Linked DNA regions of Gossypium hirsutum: region 2 is linked to region 1. The links are chromatin contacts, called in public Hi-C maps. All regions are on one chromosome and are shown on one strand. The core of a region is the stretch at or near the end of the contact, and the rest is flanking DNA. Distances in the headings are between cores, read along the strand shown.

The links. Hi-C and Micro-C count contacts between places; a contact is called where the count stands out from the background.
Region 2: a Hi-C map of leaf shows a contact between it and region 1, with 2.1 times the contacts expected there. The contact joins the enhancer-like site here to the promoter of LOC107901495 in region 1. A contact is called at or near these places in 8 of 34 Hi-C or Micro-C datasets (anther, callus, fibers and 1 more).

What each region holds. Positions count from the first base shown.
Region 1 is chrD06:19,718,213-19,724,949 of Gossypium_hirsutum_v2.1, forward strand. LOC107901495 (PITH domain-containing protein 1) reads right to left here and starts at 2,659. Exons shown (of 9, transcript XM_016827528.2): 1 at 2,450-2,659; 2 at 2,179-2,259; 3 at 1,940-1,989; 4 at 913-990; 5 at 587-644; 6 at 457-506; 7 at 165-273; 8 at 15-76. The coding sequence starts at 2,533.
Region 2 is chrD06:19,859,521-19,866,257 of Gossypium_hirsutum_v2.1, forward strand. It overlaps LOC107901501 (CXXC motif containing zinc binding protein), which reads right to left. Exons shown (of 4, transcript XM_016827538.2): 3 at 6,589-6,737; 4 at 5,549-6,058. The coding sequence ends at 5,936. Among protein-coding and RNA genes, the nearest start is that of LOC107901501, 5.0 kb to the right of the region's middle. Within about 2 kb of position 3,736, at least 7 of the 9 cell types and tissues checked have an H3K27ac peak or open chromatin away from gene starts, as enhancers often do. A contact at or near this core is called in fibers and leaf, where this site is marked.

The DNA of each region.
Region 1 (6,737 bases), core at 1,409-3,908:
AGCAAAAAACTTACTTGTGATCAGAAGGATTGGGCGTAATTTCATAAACAATCGTTGCAACAACATCTCTTTTTAACTGTCAATCAAATTCGGGAAATATATCATTACGGGGAAAGGCGGGAGGAATCATCTTCGTTGGTAAATCAGAGCAGGAATTGAAATACCTGTGTGGCTTCGCCTTTAAAACCAATGTAGTGAATTTGGGTTGTATCACCACCAAAACTCTCGGGAAAATGCAATGTAATATTTGCCACACTTTGAAACTTTGAGTACCTAAATAAGCAAGTTAATATGGCATCAGAAACTAGAAAACAGAGAGAATGAAAGAGCTCTCCGTTATTTCAATTAAGTCTTTTATGAGCATTCACTAAACATTGCAAGTGCCAAGTAGAACCAGCTCTCATGTACAAGTAAGCATGAACTAATTGTTCGGTGCGGACAAGTAGGACTACCTACCTTGTCTGGTATTCTAACACTCCTTGCAGATTTTCAACCAATTCCCACTCCTTCAAGGAAAATGTAACGATTTAGGTAAACTTTCTTGAATTTAACAGTATATTCCTTGACATGAGGAGATAAGCAGTACCTGAACAGGTTGCATGCTTTGAGCATCAGAGAAATCAATACCTTCTCGATTTATAAATCTAATCAAGACAAATTGAAAAAAGAAAAGATTAATCTTTCATAAATACAACTGGAAGAAATCCATAGAGATTAGGGAGATGGGGCAGCAACATCCCCTTTCAAACCACCACAAGATTATGTTGTTTAGAAGTATCAGGTGTTGAACTTAGAGATATCTTCAATGGGAAAGCAGTTACAAAAGCATTCAAACAAATTTGAAATACCAACATTCATTGCTAAGAGCTAGCAGAAGTTAACCGGAACACTTGATAAGTCATATGAACTTACACTCTCAGCTTGGAAGGACTTGTTCCATCAGCACCACCAACAACTGATATACTCTTGATCTTAACATCTGATGTAAACCTATCATAAGAAATCAAGTTATATGAGAAATCAGACGAGTAAAAGAACAATTATAAAATTCATTCAACAATTTGGAGATGCATCAATGTAACTATTACTTGAATCTCAATATACATTTCAAATATGCACTGAGTTACCAAGCAAGGAACGAAGGTTAGACATGAGGATAAAACTCAAACACTAATTAGCAATGAAAATTAAATATTTTTCATCTCTAATGTTCAAACAACATGCCTCCTTCACTTAGCCTCAAACACCAAAGGTTTAATATGGGCACTTATAGCATTAAAATTGAAGATGTAGATGCTAGTTAGTAAATCCATGGAAGTTGTGCCTAGAACTAAGGAATGCTAAAACCACCAGAGCCCCGCCAAAGACTCAAGCCAAAGAGTGCCAAGACAGGTTACCATAGGCAAACAGATGAAGGACTCTTGACAAGCATGGCAAAGGCCGAATGTCCTATTAGCTACAAGCTTAACTATAAGGTTATGCTGTTTAAACCTCTTGAAGACTGCAAGGCATGGGATGCAAACTTTGCAAAGGCACCTGGACCCTCGTCAACAACATCAGGACCCATGTGAGGTCCCTTTAAAGGATAAGACACTTCCCAATCACATCCCAGAGACATGTTGAGGGTCCTCCATGACTCAGCAGCAGCTTTCCTACACAAAACACCTATAAGACGAGGATCCCAACACAATAGGTATAATAACCTATCTCTACCACCTTCATGCTTAAGACACCTAAGATACTTTTACTCTGCCAAACCATTCTCAAACCACCTAAACATTTATCCAACCACTACCCGAGGCTCTTAATACCATCATGTGAACCTTCACTTCTCTTCTAGACGCGTACTTTACATTAACAGAAGTAATACATGACCTTCAAAGTGAACTGTCAAGTCATACTAAAAGGCACTAAAACAAATAAAGAAAAAGTCACTTACGGAATGTAAACAAGTAACTCAGGATCACCCTCATTACTTTCCAAGCGTTCCTGCCACGGTTCAAAACCCTTATCAAGCTACCCATACCATTGAAATGACATTGAGATGCATAATACAAAATGATTTTAAATAAGGATTATGAAACTACAGAAATAATTGAACACACTCATCATTTGTTTAAATAAATTCATATTTATTTTTATATAAGCAAACTTAATTAAAAAATAAAAAAAATTTACCCCAGAAGAATTTAATCGCTCCTCCCAAGCCTTAAACACCGATTTAACACTTCCTGGATTAGCCTCATTTAAAGCGGTAACCTAACAATAACCAAAATTTCCAAGAAAACACAAAAGCAAATATGTCAATTCATTAAAAGAGAAGATTGAGAACATAAAACGAATTAATAATTCAAATATCAATTAAGGACAATAAAAATCAGTAACGAATCAGTAGAATATTCAAAAATATTCCAGCAAAAATTAAAATAAAAATAAAGAGAGAAAGAACCTTGGCGAGGTCGATGTGCTTGTAAAGAGACCAATTAGAAGAACAATCGTGATCTTCGCAGCTGTGGTCGTGCGTACACGCCATTTTTGCCTGATCTCTCTCACTTTCTTCGCAGCCAAACAAGCAATAAAACACAAAAGACAGAGAACAATCGAGAAAAAGAGATGCTAAAAAAACGTGGCGAATACGCACCGTTTCCTGCCACCTCAATGGGCTGAGTTGGGTTGGGTCAAGGATTACTTATTTATATTATTTTTTAGATATTTTTTTCAAATAATCAGAGGAAGGAAATTTCATAAATGAATTAACTTCCAATTAATCTCAAATGAGCGGCTGATTTATATGTATGTCGTTTTTATTTTTAAATTAGGGTTTTAGGTAGGTTTTTTTAAAATTAAGAAAATAAGTCGTTTTTAGAGAGAAAAATGGAAAGCGTTCCGTTGGATGTGTTTTTCATTTCTCTCTATCAAGGTTAGGGTTTTTAATATTTTTAGGTTTAGTATTTTTTAAGGTTTAGGATTTTTTGGGTATTGGGTTTTCAATTGAAATTGCAAAATTTCATAGGTAGTTTTGAGGAATCGGGGATATGATAATGCGCCTCATAACACACACATTTCATATGTCATCGCGGGATAGGACCATTACCTAAGAAACCCGTCTTGGGAAAATCAAGGTTTTTGGGTAACAGTGGTTGATACAATGAAGGGTTGAAGTCTAGGTGGAGGTCCTAGTTAGCGGTCGTAATGCGATCATGGGTTTGAGTATAATCGGGGGCTAGTTGACGGTTGTTATACGGACACGAGTTCAAGCTTTTTCGATACCTGCAAATGATGCTTTAGATATACCATACATAAGATTGAGGCCGTAATCATAGGAAAAACGAAGGGCTTTCCGGTGTAATCAATGTAATTTTTTTCTCTATTTCCAGGCAGCCAATATCTTTAACCATTCATTCTTATTTGAAGGCTAACACAGAGGTGGATATAAGAGGACTCTTAGAAGGAGAGTGAATGTTTCAGTGAAAGTAAAGGTCAAACTCGGGTTGACGTTGTAGCGTTGTAGTTATTAATGAGTTCTTTAATAATGATAGTCGTCATTGGCTCGAAAGGAGCATCATCTTTACTCCACCGAAATAACCGCTCCTCGCTTGAGAGTCCTCCTGCGTTCACGACAGTTTCGGCCTTCAGATAAGAAGAAAGGTTAAAGGTACCGGTTACTTAGAAATGGAGAAAAAAATTATGCCGATTATAGTTGGAAGCTCCATAGTTTTTCCCTATGATTATGCCCTCAAACTTTTGTATGGAGTTTATAATGCAACATTTTTTAGTATTCTAAAAGTTTGTGCTCATGACCGTGTAACGACCGTCAACTAGCTCCCCCGTTATACCCCAATCTATGATCGCATAACGGCCGTCAGTTGAGACCTCCACCTAGACTTCCACCCGTGACTTGTCTTATGAAGAAGAGTCGGTCGAGATTTTGACTCGCGAAGTGAAAGAATTACGTAACAAACGAGTTTCGTTAGTAAAAGTGCTATGACGTAGTCATAGTGTTGAAGAATCGACTTGGGAACCGGAAGGAACGATGAGATTTCAATATCCCCACATCTTTTTAAGTGAATTTCGGGGACAAAATTTAATTAGGGGGAGAATTGTAACAACTCGATAGTTAGGGGTGTCAGAATGTGCATTCCCGAGACTCCATTCTCGTAAATCAGACTCGCAAATAATTGTGTAGTTAATTAGATTTCGGTTAAGTGAATTTACATGAATTAATAATTATTATTGTATAAGGACTAAATCGCGTATATGGTAAAGGTTGAAATATAGATCAAAAATTTATTGAGGGAATAAAGTAACAAATATACATTTGCCTTGTTTAGTGGACGGTATTATGAAGTATGTATATATTATTATATGTAACCTTATTATATATATTATAATAGTTAATAAATTAAAAGTTAAATATATATATGTATTATATAATATTAAAGAATAATAAATGAAAAGAAAGTGAAATTTGATGATAGAAAGCATGCAATTAAATAGAAAATAAAAGAAAGAAAAAGAAAGAAGAGAAGAAGGGTTAACGCACGGCTATAGGGACCTTAAGGTTCAAACTTCAATCGGTTAGTCAATTTAGTCTCTTTTCTTGTAATTTTTATATTTTTGGATTCCCGGTGTTAAGTACTACCGACCCATGTCAAAATTTTAACATTGATTAATATTTTAAATATTGTTATTTTTTTAATAGTTTTAGTATTAGTGATTTAATCGATAGATTTTTAAGTTAGAAATGGAAAAGGATTAAATTGTAGAACAAACTATAAATTTTGAGTAATAGGGACTAAATTGTGAAAATTTTAAAATTTAGGGGTTTAATTGAAAATAAGGAGAAAAATTTAGCTTAAAGTGAAATTAGTATAAAAATATAAGATTAAATGTGAATAATACAAATTAGTCTCGGTTTAGGGACTAAATTTGAATTTAAGCAAATATTAAGTAAAAATTGAAATATTCAATGTGAAATTGAATTGTGTTGTATTGATGCATTTTAATTGTTTTAATTCCATAGCTAAAGTCGTACTAGAATCCTCGAATAAAAAAGGGAAGGATAAAATTAACGTTGAATAGCTCGGAATCCACGATTTGTATTTCTATAGATTCGGACCTAGTTGTTAATTGTTGTATTTCTATTTAATGCATATGGTAAGTGGTTGAGGTGAGTATTTTGGCACTTTAATAGTGAATTGAAATTGTAGTTGATTGAAATGGATTACCTTTTGTGATGGCATGTACCTAGAGTGTCTTAGTTAATAGTTATTTTGTGGACGGATTGCAAATGATGTTATAAGTATAAGTTTGGTTTGAGTAGATAAATATATGTTTGTGTTTGAAGCCATAATTTGGCATGTTGATTTGAATCAAGACTTGTTAGGTGTTTGTGAATTTAAGTTTAATGTTTTAGGTAGATATAAGCTAGGTCAAATTGATTAATTTTGGCATGTTTAAAACTTTGATTTGAATGGTGCATGAATGATATGTTTTGATGATATAACATGTGGTACCAATGAGGGTACATTGGTTAGGCATATTAGGTGATGAATTTGGGGTACTTTGGGCATGTTTAATCGTGTTTTGAATAGGTTAAACGATTGGTAATTGAGTTGCTTAGTTCCCAAGTAAGTAGGAAATGGTAAACTTGAGTTTTAAGGTACTTTTGGATGCACACAGCCTGGCCACAAGGGTGTGTGTCACTCACGGACAACAGACATGGGCTTGTGACCCAAGTAAGAGAGTTACACGGCTTGGCCACACGGACGTGTGTCTTAGCCATTTGAGGCACACGGCCTGGCCACACAGGTGTGTGACCCTGCAGTTGAAAATTTTCTAACTTTTTCTTATAATTTTCAAATGTTTCCAATTTAGTCCCGAATCATTTATAAAGTGATTCTAAGTCCTCAAGGGCTTGAATAAGGGACGATATGTATGTTTAATGATGGGTTATGTTATGATTATTGAAATAATTTGAAATAAATGATTTAGGTTACGTTTACTACATAATGCTCCAAAACCTTTTTTAATGATTAATATGGGTTAGGGTTGTTACATCTAATGGTATCAGAGCTTACAGGTTTAGCCGATTCTCAAACTAAATCGAGCTCAGAATTGAGTCTAGAGGTACATGCCATAGTTGAGTAGAATTGAGTCGAGATTTGGATGCTAATTATATTTGTTTTTGTTTTATAGATGAAAATGTCAGATAACTATAATAATGATACTGATCAAGAGGTGTATACCGGAGATGATGTCTCTAACGAGTTAGATGAAACTGAATCAGTAACACCGAGTGTTAATCAAGTTAGTGCTCAACAACCTAACGTTGAGTGATGTAAAATTGAGGGAGGAGGCGACTCAGAGTTACTTCGAGCTATCACTGATGCTTTTCAGCGTGTTGCGGGAACCACATCCACTACGACATCTGCACCTCTTATTCTTCAAGCACCGATAAAAGAGTTATGTAGATACGGTGCGACCAAATTCTTAAGGTTGAAAGGAGTTGATCCTTCTGTAGCTGAAGTTTGGATTGAATCTACTAAACGTGTCTTGCAACAACTTAAACGCAACCCACGTGAAAGTGTAATATGTGTTATTTCTCTACTGTAATGAGAAGCATATACCTGGTGGCAATTAGTGAAACGCCATGTATCCGTTGATCAAGCTAATTGGGAATTCTTTCTAAAGAAATTCCAAAAGAAATATGTGGACGAACTGTATATTAATGATAA
Region 2 (6,737 bases), core at 2,486-4,985, 140 kb after region 1:
AAAGGAAAGGTTACGGTTATATGTAAATGCACACTATGTGTGAGCTTTCCCGAGTATCTGATGTAATTCTAGATGGTTCAACGGGTATGAAAAGGAAACAAAATGGTAAGTATTCATATGAAATGAATCACGAAATTATGAAAAAAGATTTATGAACTAAATGATGCAATTACATGTGTAACTCTGCTTATTTTATGGAGGAATGCATTTATATCATGGACAAGTGCACTAACTTGTGAATTGATGATGTTGTTTAGGCTTATACTAAGTTTTTGAAATGAAATGGTAAGTAAGTAAATGAAATGGTTCATAATCTTATGAATAGATTGATAAATATGTGATGTACCTTATGAAAGCCACTTATGATATAAATGAACATATATGTGATGTTAATGAACTTACTAATTTGTGAGTTTGATGGTGTTTCAATAGGCTTATACTAAGCTTATGGCATTGGTAATGGTTTATGCTTAATCTATGAATTGTATTAATGAAGTGGAAAGTTATGTTTAAGTTTATACGAGCTTACTAAGCACTTATTGCTTATGTATTTTCTTTCTTATGTTTTATAGGTTATCAGAAGCTCGATCGGTTGGAAACTTGTCGGAGATCTATCATATTATCCAAAAGTCAAATCGGTAGTTTAGTCAAGGTTAATAATGGCATGTATAGGGTGATTTGTAATGGTATTTTGGTGTATGTGTTATTGGAGTTATGGCATGTATATGTTTTGGGAAAGCTATGTTGGGGTTGGTACACTTTAATGCCTTACCAAGTTATGTTGTTTTGGTTATTTGTAAGATGCTTTAGTTCATATTTGAACTAGGTTATTATGTATGGAAATGGCAATATGAACATGTAAAGGTTATCTTGTAATGGTATTTAGTAAATGTGTAAATGGTAATAGAGTATGTATTTGGTTGAGGTTTATGTATGGATGATGGACTTGTAATACTTGTTAAGTCCCTTTTATCACTTTTAGGTAATTGATGTGCATGGCTTTTTGGCATGTTGATGTTGGCTTGGAATTGGACATTTATGATGTGTTTTAGACACACAGTGGAATTTAGGACTTTATACATGGAATGAAGCAATGTTAATATATTTTGTAAATGGTGTTTGGTTGTATTTGTGGTGCCTTCTAATGACATATTGATTAGGTGATTTAGGATGTTTGAAAGGACATATTTATGCATGTTTGAATGATGTTTGAAACCCTTGAATGTGTGCTTAAGTGGTTTAAGAAGTTATGCATGAAATAGTTTTGAAATGGTTTGATTTTAGGTACATTTTAGGTTCATACGGCTTGAGACCTCACACGGCCTAGCGACACAACCGTGTGTCATCCGAGGATTTTAAAGGGTACAAGTCAGTGAGTTACACAGCCTAGCACAAGAGCGTGTGACACGACCGTGTAACCCTATTCAGTGAGTTACACGGGCGAAGACATGGGCTGGGACACGACCGTGTTTCCCTACTTCGAAGGTTACACGGCCTAGCCACACAGTCGTGTGATCCCTATTTTGTAAATTTTGCATCTTTTTCCTAAATTTTTCAAACGCTTTCAAATTAATCCCGAATTGCTCCTAAGCTATTTTAAGGCCTCAAAGGCTCGATTTGGGGACAATATGCATGTGTATGAAGGGTTTGTGATATTATTAATATGATGAATGATATGATGATTAAATGTTTTTGATTGTACGATAATGCTCTGTAACCCTAATCCGACGACGAAAACGGGTTGAGGTGTTACAATTGTGGTGCCTTTGAATGACATATTGGTTAGATGATTTAGGTTGTTTGAAATGGCATGATTATGTGTTCTTGAATGATGCTAAGTCCCTTGAAAGTGTGCACAAATTGAATGGCTAGTTATGCATGAATTAAACTTGAAATAGCTTGTTTTAGGTGAATTTATAGGTTCACACCGCCTGGGACATGGGCTATCACATGACGGTGTGTGTACACAGCCTGGCGACACGGTCGTGTGTCATTTGAGAGTTTCTTAGTGTTTCAAGTCAGTGAGTTACACGGCCTAACACACGACCTGACACACAGGCGCGTGTGGCAACTTAGAAAGTTAAACGACCTGGCACACGAACATATAGGGCATCCCAATGAATTACAAAGGTGGGGACACGGGCTGAGACATGATTGTTTGTCCCTTATTCGAAAGTTACACGGCCTGGGGTGATGTCATACGGCCTGGCCACACAGCCGTGTGACCCTTATTTTCCAAAATTGGTAAGTTTTTCTTAAAACTTCTGTTTTATTTCAAAATAGTCCCGAATTGCTTCTAAGCTATTTTTAGGGCCTTGAAGGCTCGATTTAGGGGCAAAATGTATGTGATTGAATGTATTATAATATGTTTAATTTATTTAAATGTTATGATATTAAATTTTTTTCGATTGTATAGTAATGCTCCGTAATCCTAATCCGAAAACAGAAGCAAGTTAAGAGTGTTACATAATGTTCTATACAAATTAATTTCGAAGACATTAGCTAATAGATTTAAAAAGACCCTAAGCTTTTGTATTGAAGAAACATAAGGAGCGTTTGTGCCTGGTAGACAAATTATCGATAATATTCTTGTGGCCTATGAGCTATTGCATTCTTTTAAGAAGAAAAGGTTGGGTAGAGGGTCATTCGTGTTAAAATTAGATATGAGTAAAGCATATGATAAGGTTGAATGACCTTTTATTGGAAAAATGATGAACACTTGGTTACGATCACAAATGGGTTTCATTGATCTTGAGATGTATTAACAGTGTCTCATATGGTTCTTAATGGAGGGAAAGGTAGGGAGTTCAAACCAACTAGAGGCTTAAGGCAAAAGGATCCCCTAAGCCCATATCTATTTCTCATCTGTGCGGAAGGATTTTCAAGGCTACTTAATCTTGCGAAAAGGGAAGGGGAAATTAGAAAATGTGAAAGTGGGACGAAGTGGTTTGCCAATTACTCATCTTTTCTTTACTGGTGACAATATTTTATTTAGAAATGCAACAAAAGAGGAGGTATTAACTATCAAGATTGTGGTAAATGAATATGAGGCAATCTCAGGGCAAATGATGAATTTTGATTAATCTTTAATCTATTTTAGTAATAACATAAGTGATGAGCTCAAGATTTAAATAAGAAGAGATTTGGGTGTTCGAATCACTAATAATCTTGAAAAGTACCTAGGGTTACCAACAATGGTGGGAAGGAAAAGAAAGACGCTTTTGTTGAAATTAAAGAAAGATTTTTGACAAAAGTAAAAAGTTGGAGCATTCGCAACCTTTCCATAAGAGGAAAGGAGGTTTTTATTAAATCAATACTACAAGCTATTCTCATGTTTGCTATGCAGTGTTTCCAATTACCAGTTTCATTATGTCAAGAGTTGGAGAGTTGGAGAGTATTGTGTAAGTTCTGGTGGCGAAATTTAAAAACAAATAAAGGGATTCATTAGTGTAGTTGAAAGTTTTTATGTTCACCAAAGGCGCATGGGGGGATTGGTTTTAGAGAGTTATCAAATTTTAATAAAGTCTTGCTAGCAAAGCAAGGATGGAAACTTATTACCGATCCTAATTGTTTACTAGCTCAAGTCATGAAAGCTACTTACTACCCACGCGGTGATTTTTTTTAAAGCTGAGTTAGGAAATCACCCTTCATTTACCTGGAGAAGGGTATGGGGCATAAGGAATATTTTAGAATCAGGTGTTGGATGGAGGATAGGCGACGGGAATTCTATTAATATCTGGAATGACACAGGGCTTCAATACCCTGGAAACGAAAATTAACAATTTCAGAATATCGATTGGAGGTATACTACGGTTGAAGAACTTAATAATCCCGATTTAATTACCTGGAAGTAAGATGTGTTAAGGAGCCTCTTTGATGAAGACCAAGCAGAAAGGATTAGAACCATTCCCCTGGGGAATACGTTGCAGCCAGATACTATGATCTGGCAGGGTGACAAATCAGGCGAATACATGGCAAAAAGTGGATACATATGGAGTATTACAGAAGAAGCACACTTGCTAGGAAATGAAAATACAATTTTGACAGAACAGATGAAAAATTATTATACAGCAATTTGGGGCCTAAAAGTTCCCAGCAAGATTAAGATTAACCTATAGAGGATTACAAACAATTTTCTGCCTACTCTAAGTAATCTAAAATTCTGAAGGCTGAGATTTGAAGCGTTATGTCCACTTTGCGGTGAAGATGACGAATCAACTGCACATGTCTTCCGAGACTGTAATGTTGCGAAGCAAGTCCTCCAGAGGTTGGAAGTTCGGATCGCACCCACACATGAAAACACAGAATGGAAACTTTGGTTAATCGAGACTTTCAATTTTAATAATACGGAGCAACGCACATGCTTAGCAGTCAATAGGGAACCTGGGGAACGAAAACGAGTATGTGATACAAAGGAGCACTGGTTCTCGTTTCTGCGAAGAGAATTACCGGAAGGCAAAACAGAGATGAAGGAAAGGGGAAAGTTGTAGGCATTTCAGATTTTTTCTTTGTTTTAGATTTTTTAGGAAATTGATCTGTTTTTCAGTTTTAGGATGCTTAACGCGTCGTTTAAGTTTTTTAGGGTTTGTTTCTTTGAGGCACCTTGCTTAGTTAGGAAGCTGTTTTTTCAACCATTGTTATCTTTCCCCAATTTAATGCATTTATGCCGGTTCTACTTTTAAAAAATAATTTATCAATTCAAATATTACAATAAAAAATTTTCAAATTAATTAAAATACTTTTTAACTTATTCAACATATTAATAATTAATTAATATAATTAATTCTAAAATTAACTAAATAATAATTAATATGTTTAAAATTCAATTTAAATAATAATTCTATTTTACATCAATACAATCAACACAAATTTTTTTATAATTGCAATTTAAATTGTAACTTCTATATTTTATGTTTACAATTTTATTCAAGTAATAACTTAATTTTAAAATTAACAGTAAATTAAATTATTATCATTTTTAAATATAAATTTAGTAATATGATGGAAAAAAAATCTCATCAATTCAAAAAAAAGTTCAAAAAAAATTTTAACTCAGTACTTTTATATAGAAAAAGAGAACACCTCAAAAGTTCAAAGATGGTTTGGACTGGTATATCTTAAGATAACAAGAACTCACAGTTGATAGTGGCACATCACTAGTTTCCCAAAACCAGCTTTAATATCAAATGTCACGATAAACACCAACTCACAAATTATTCTCTATTTCGATCCATTAGACGTATTTATCCACAGGAGAGTCGCAAGTTAAAGATGGTACGAGCACCAATATCCTAATCCCAACTCTTGATACATAGTTGATACGAGATTCATGACAGTCTCTAGACCATGACAAATATGCATGCAGAAGTTAAGAGGTTAAAACAACACATTTGTGTTAATATCCTTTCCTTCCAGCAAAATGCAATCTCTCACTATACCTGATATTTATGAGATGCATTAGCAAATATACTGAACAGCCTTGCATACCTGATATAGCTAGTTTCCAAATAGGATTGCCGAAACGGAAAAAAACCAAGCAGACCAGATCTGATATGTATTTCAGTTCTTTATCTGAATAGCAAGAATCATAAAGCTTTTCCGAGTCTTAAAACAATTGGTTCTAGAACATGAGAAACAAAAATATTTAATACAGAGAAAACGACCTATTTCTTTTCATCCAAGCCGAAGAGTGATTGCACCTAGTGTAATCATTATGAAAACTGAGAAAACCATAAAAGTACAAACATAACGTGATTCACTAATCAGTAAAACCATTGCCAGTGTATCCATGGACATGCACCAAACTGTAATGTTTCACATCAGACCACCTTAGGATATAATAGCTTAATGCCAACATGTATTCCGGTCAATGGTTTCTACCTCATTCTTGGTGACCTGTTAGTTTTTATTTACTAAAACAGTGTGCAGTATTACTCTACTTCACCGGTTCAAAAGTAGAACGGAGGTTGGATATCATCACAGGGCACTCTCCCTTCTCATCATATTCAGAGAAGTCATCTCCAGATAAGTCAATACCTTCAAATTTAGTTCCTTCCAGCTACAAAAAGAAATTACAGTAAGTTAACATGAGAACACATCTTGACATTGGCTAAATATATAAAAAAGGGAATGGCAACACGTAACTGTGACTACTGCTTGTCAGTATGATAATGCAATTACGAGAGTATCACCTACAAATTTGCACAAAAGTGCAATATAAACTGTAAATTTCTAGCAAGCCTTGCCCATTTCATTCCATTGGAGACATGGTTTAAATCGACCTTAGCTTGGGAGCAAGATAAGTTATTATACATTTTTGGAAGTGGGTGGAGAAAATCCAATATGTGCTTCTTGGTTAGGAAATTCATCAAAGATTCAGGACATGCGACTTCTATATAGTGATTAATCCCGATGTTTTACATCTATGAATCTGGTTATTATGGTCTTTAAAGGCAAAGAAGATGTACTTAGTATGCTTGGAACTGGAAAATTGATAACTAACATGACATTACATCCCAAAGCCCTTGCTATGATTAGCTGTGTCCGAAAAAAACCATCTAGGGTGGAAGAAGAAGAACAAAAACTTACAGATTCAACCTTCCAGCCAACGCCAAATACAAACCCTACAGGCTCGTAACCCCTGCAGTCAAAAAGCATCAAAGGTGCAAACTTTCCGCCTTCACAATCTTCCTGAGTCAGTGGTCGACCTTTGCCCGGGATCATTGTTACAGTTCCTT